Linked DNA regions of Mus musculus: region 2 is linked to region 1. The links are chromatin contacts, called in public HiChIP or PLAC-seq maps. All regions are on one chromosome and are shown on one strand. The core of a region is the stretch at or near the end of the contact, and the rest is flanking DNA. Distances in the headings are between cores, read along the strand shown. Region 1 holds the start of Nck2 (non-catalytic region of tyrosine kinase adaptor protein 2). Region 2 overlaps Nck2 (non-catalytic region of tyrosine kinase adaptor protein 2).

Region 1 (2,852 bases), core at 321-2,820:
TAAACACTTGGAAAGTGAATGGAGGGAGTGCCCACAGCACAGTTGAGATGTTCTGATAAAGTAGTGACCTTTAGACTAGAAAAACCACAGTTGCTAACTATACCAAAAAAAAAAAAAAAAAAAAAAACCCAGGCTGGAAACACACCCAAAATTATTCTCATTCCTCCTCAAAATCTCTGCAGAAAAGCCTGTATTGGGAGAGGAGCAGAGAAGTCTCCAGGGGAGGATACCAGCAAGCCACGCCCACTGGCCAACGGGCTGTTTCTTTTTGGGTCAACCAAGGAGCAGGCCTGTGCACCTCCAGCCCAAACTCGGACCTGTTCATCCCACACACAGACGCAAACTTGGCAAGACTGGCCTTAAACCTGTTAGCAAAATAAGGAGAGCCAAATAAGGAGGAAGCGGCCAACCTGAATGGGTTAGGGTGGCAGGGCCCACTCCACTTGGCACCCAGCTGTGTCCCCAAGCTGTTCACAATACTACTGTAAGTCACCTCTGCTATCCATTAACCACCACCCGCGCACACCTTCCGGGAGGATCGCTGTTGTGTATAAATAACAGCGTTTTGCAAATCAAACCTCTCCACACAATGCCAAGCTAACAGCGCTCAAAAGGGAGGTGCCACCGGGGCATTAAAAGTCACACATCAAATTCTTGCAGAACCACTTGCTTAAATCGCCCTGAATAAATAAACTGAGGGGGCAGAGCAACCGGGAAAAACTTTGGTTGAGGAGGTTTAAGTCTTGGAAATGCGGGACCGGGCGCAGGGACTGGAAGGAACCAGGCACAAAAGCGCCCTGCGCCGAGGCAAGGACCTCCTTTATGGAACGTGACAGCAGCTTTGTGCCGGATCACGAATAGTTCTAAATACTGGAAGTTCTCCCCGGCCATCGCAGCCTCCCGCTTCCTAGCGCTGTGGCCCTCAGATCCCAGGCTATTCTTCCCAGGCACGCGCGCCCGGCGACCTGGCCACTGTTCGGTCCCACGCCCGCCCACAGGCCAGGGCTGCTAGTGTTCCCGAGGGCTTTGGGTCCTTGGTCCCCGGAGTCCGCCCGCGGAGGGCGCCCCACCCCCACGCCAGCCCCAGGCAGAGGGAGGCGAGGGCTCGCAGGAAGGTGTGTGTATCCGAGGTGCGGGTGCCCGGGGACGCCAGGCCGCGGCGGGGCTGAGGGCACCGGCCGGGTACGCAGGGGTACGCGCTCCCTGGCCCTCCCCGGGCGGCCGCGGCCCGCTCGCCCCTCTCTTCCAACTCCACGGACCGGCCCAAGTTTGCAGCCCCCGCCATCGCCTTACCTCGCCGCACAGTGCACGCCGAGGCCGGAGGGCAGCAGCGCGAGTCCCGGGGCGGCGGCCGCGCTGCGCCCGCCCAGATGCCGCTCTTTGTCTGCACCGCTCCCTCCTCCCGCCACCAAGCGGACGCAATTGGACCCGGCGGACCCCGCCGGCCCGGGAGCCCCGAGCCTGCCTGCCGCCGAGCCCTCCTCACCACCACCGTCGCCGCCGCCGCCCGCTCGGCCGCGCGCACCGGCCTGCGATCCGCGGCGGCGACCCTCCCGCGCAGCGCCCGCCTCCGCGCGCTCCCCGCCCGCGCTCCTCCCTGGCTGCCGTGACGCCGCCCAGGGGCCGGCCCAGCCCGGCGCACGCGGGGCGGGGGACCCACCTGGGAGTCCCAGCCAGGCCTCGGGAAAGCGCCGCCTGGGGGCTTCAAGCCGTAACCCGCTCTAGATTGGAGCTGGGGGCACCCGGGAGGGGCTGCTAGGGATAAGGAGGTGCCACTTGCAGCCCACGAGACCGGGTGGTCTCCGCACCCGGCTGTGCGTCGGGAGCCTTACAGCGACCTCCCTACCCCGCCCCCCAAGCATTCCCACGGCACTCTCAGCCAAACAGGCCTGGTGTCTGTCAGAAAAGTGACTTACATAAAAATGTCACTTCCTCCCAGTAATTGCTTGTGGGCATTTTCTTTATTTATTTGCCTTGCATTTATTTACTTTCCCATCCAGACACTTTTTTACTCCATCCCCCCCACCCCCAACCTCCAGGCGGGACCACTTCCTAGTGGGGGAGGAGAGGAAACCCGACCTCAGCTGCCTCCGCAGCGTCCTGGCCAGTTTATTAGAGCCCAGGAATTCTTTAGTACAGGAGGCTGAGAAAGCTTTAGAAGGAAACCTTGCTCTCCCAGACTTGAGTAGTAGCTAACCTATAAGCAAACTTGGAAAGCTAGAACCCTGGATCGAAGAGAAGGACTGGATCCAGAGGTTTCTTCTCCAAGCTCCTTCGCTCCTTATACCCCAAAGGAACCCCTGATATTCAAATAAATTCCGCTTTCAGGTCGGACGACTCACATTTATGTTAATGAGATTCAACCCTAGCCCTTGTTTCCTCCTTATTAAGGCAGAAACAATTCACCCTACGTAACAAAAAAAGAAAAAGAAAGAAAGAAAAGTTGCCTGCCTTCTTATAGGAAGTTCCCAGGCATAAGTAACGTGAGGAAGCTTGGCTATAGTCCTCGCAGCCATTGACCGTAGGCTCCTGAACTGTGTCACCTTACACAGGTGTTTCACAACTTCCTCGGCTTTATCACATGAGATGTTTACCTGCCTTCTATGTTAAGTACCTGGCACGTAGCCTGACACGAGGGCACTAGGAGGCATCCTGTACAAAATCAGCACACCCAACAGTCTCTTCCAGTCGGAGATGCTAGCTTCATCCGTTCTTTGTTACAGACCTCATCTTTGTTACTATCTAGCTTTACAACAATGAAGGCAGAACTCTAACCAATAGTTTAGCCCTACTTAAAATTAGTTTATGCTAAATAAGTAAGACGATATGGACACAGTTTTTAAGCTTTTGCT
Region 2 (2,903 bases), core at 200-2,699, 120 kb before region 1:
GGTGTAAACCACTATACCCAGTTTAAAAGAGAGTAAGTTATAATTTTACCATAAAGTATGTTCAGGGGGCATACACCCCACAAGGCAGGACTTCAAGTCCCAGCATCAGATTCACTGCAGGAGGGGCCTGGTACTCTGTACTTCTAGCAAGTTTGTTGCTGACAATGATGCTACCTGTCTAAGAAGTACTGCTTCTGAGCTCCGGCAGTGGATTGATTCTGCTACATGCCGGACACTCATCATAACACTGCAACTTTATAAAGCGAAACCGAGTACAGCAAGGAAGGTGAACGTGGGATTCCACTATGGTTACCACACACTAAATTTAATATGTACCGCAGACTCCACGGCATAAAAACGCTACTTCTAACTTCGCTGCTCCTGTCAGGGCATCAGGGTTTGTCAAGGAAATGTGTAGTGGCGGGGACTTGTGAAGCATCACTGTGGGTTTCATAAAATTAAAATAAGTTTGCCATTTGATTCAGCAAACCTACCAAAGGGTACACCTAAGAGAATTCAAGTAGAAACTTAAAGAAATATCTATATACCCACAATCATAGCAGCATTATTAATAATTAAAAACAAAACTAGAAACACCCTGAAAATCTATCACCAGATGAATAGATATCGAAAAAGGAATATTACTCATTATTGAAGGACAATTTCTAAAATATTGCTACAACATAAATGAACTCCAAAGACATTATAACTGAAATAAAATCAGGGACAACCAGAACATAATTCAGTGGAGGCAACCCACTTATAAGAGGCTCCTAAGTATAAAAACCCAGAGTGGGAAAGGAATCTCAGGGAAGAGGGCAGCTAGGGAGTCAGTGTCCAATGAGGACAGAGTTTCAGTTTGGGACAGTAATGGAGCTCTGAAGATTAGCAGCTGCACAATGATGTAAAAGCATTCACTGACTGAAATGCACACTTAAAAACTGTTGAAACAGCCAATTTGGTTTTAAAGACGTTTTACCACAAAAGGAAAAAGGGTAAAGGTTAAGTGGTGATCGACAAGAGATCTGAGAAACTGATGGGGATCCAGGAAACGGAAGGACCACGGTGGGTGGGGAGGCTGTTCCCTTCCTGCCGCAGAAGCCACCAACAGCGGGCATGGGAAGTCATGGCGAGGAGGCACTGTCCCCAAGTGCTGCCTCTTGGAGATCAAACAGAGATTTTGCCCACTTGAGACACCTGCTGACTACTTCGTTTTTTTTTTTTTTTTTTTTTAAGGGACCAGAAAAAAGTTGAGAGACGGCCCCAGCATCAAGGACTCTCTGGACTTCCTAGCTCATTCTTCTACAAATACATTTTTGTCTACCTCTCAAAATTCCTAGGGACACTGACTGCCTGTGTTTGCTGGAGCCACTATGCCGCTCTGGAGCAGATGGCATTAACACCATGCTGTGGACGGGATGTAGGCACAAGGCCAAACTGTGAAAGTGGTTATAAAGCTAACTGTTCTGGTTTCAATCTACCACAGTTCTTTATTCTCTGTGCATGCGAAGTCCATAACAGTAAACTGACAGTGAATGTATAAAGCTGTAAGTGGCACTCCACGGCTTCAGGATGGCCCTTTTAATGGTATGGAAGGTCACAGAGATGGGTATTCTGGGCCTGGTAAGTGTGTCTGCCTTGAACAAGCTGTATGATGATTTTGTCTGCGAGTTCCTTTAAACATAAACCTTTCTTGTTGAATTTTTCTTTCTTTTTTTTTTAAAAAGATTTATTTATTTATTATATGTAAGTACACGGTAGCTGTCTTCAGACACACCAGAAGAGGGCATCCGATCACATTACAGATGGTTGTGAGCCACCATGTGGTTGCTGGGATTTAAACTCAGGACCTCCGGAAGAGCAGTCAGTGCTCTTAACCACGGAGCCATCTCTCCAGCCCTCTTGTGGAATGGGAAAGAACTCTTCAAAGGACATTGATGTCGTTTCTCAAGTGTGAGATAGGGAGCACCCTACTTTTCCACAGCAGAAGGGGCCCCCAAGTGGGCTTGCTGGTCCACACACCCATTTGTCCTTAGTCTGCTGTACACGTGTTTTATTGAAGACACACATTCCAAGTCCATGTGTATAGTTTCATATCAAGACTAACTTTACATAGCATGCTTGTGGGATTGCCAGTAGGCAAGCCAAACTTACAAATCCTTTCTCTGAGAAGTAAATGAAAGTCTCCATATGTAAGACACACACTCGTGTCTACTGCAGCCACAGTAAAGTAAAAAAAAAAAAAAAAAAAATGCAAACCAGGCAAAACCCAAATATCGAAAAAGCCAGCCTCAGAAGTTCCCTCTTAGTACAGTTCACACATTAGCCACGTGGGCATTTCAGGGAGTCAAGTGATAAAGGCATATCTGATCCTGGGCTTTAAGTTTCTCTTTCCATTATACTTTTACATACATATTTTGGGTGAAAAGCATTTCTACCCTGTACTAACCATTTTGCAAGAACTCTATATAAGTCTTTTTGCAAAAAGGAGCTACAGATCTAAGGGATTTGAATGAGAACACTTCTGAACACTCTTAAGGTTGAACTGTCAATCTGACATTTTTTTCTTAGTCTGCAGAGCTGCTTTAGCGGACAGGGAATGGCCTCCTCTCCCTTTACCGCGCTGGCAGGCCTGAGAGCGAGCATCCAGACCCTTTAGCAGCAGCAGCAACAGTACTCCAGAGGCCAGGGATCTGACCCACTCCAGACAGCAGTACAGCACAGCCCCACACATGAACACAACGCAGGATGAACTGGGCAACCTATAGCTCCGTTAGGCTCCACTGTACATAATCAACTTACCCCCTAAGAGGAGTAATGGTTTTTAGGCTTCAATGCCAAGCAAGGTAGACATTGTTAAATGTTCCTAATATAACCTTGGGCTAACTCTCATTGAAAGGGGT

What was found. HiChIP or PLAC-seq counts read pairs in DNA pulled down with a chosen protein or histone mark.
Region 2: a contact with region 1 is called in an H3K4me3 HiChIP or PLAC-seq map of the SCID.adh cell line, with 40 read pairs. The contact joins the enhancer-like site here to the promoter of Nck2 in region 1. A contact is called at or near these places in 9 of 39 promoter capture datasets (the 3T3-L1 cell line, 3T3-L1-derived adipocytes, the HPC-7 cell line and 5 more), 2 of 15 datasets of contacts at CTCF or cohesin (CD8 T cells and large pre-B cells), 34 of 484 Hi-C or Micro-C datasets (CD4 T cells, CD8 T cells, DN3 thymocytes and 21 more), 14 of 115 datasets of contacts at active chromatin or transcription factors (CD8 T cells, the SCID.adh cell line, T-cell acute lymphoblastic leukemia and 9 more) and 4 of 9 other capture datasets (adipose tissue, liver, macrophages and 1 more).

Annotation. Positions count from the first base shown.
Region 1 is chr1:43,444,469-43,447,320 of GRCm38.p6, reverse strand. It overlaps Nck2 (non-catalytic region of tyrosine kinase adaptor protein 2), which reads right to left and starts at 1,570. Exons shown (of 5, transcript NM_010879.3): 1 at 1,294-1,570.
Region 2 is chr1:43,560,702-43,563,604 of GRCm38.p6, reverse strand. All of the region lies in intron 4 of Nck2 (non-catalytic region of tyrosine kinase adaptor protein 2), which reads right to left. Among named protein-coding and RNA genes, the nearest start is that of Nck2, 120 kb to the right of the region's middle. Within about 2 kb of position 1,449, at least 42 of the 459 cell types and tissues checked have an H3K27ac peak or open chromatin away from gene starts, as enhancers often do. A contact at or near this core is called in CD8 T cells, DN3 thymocytes, the SCID.adh cell line and 9 more, where this site is marked.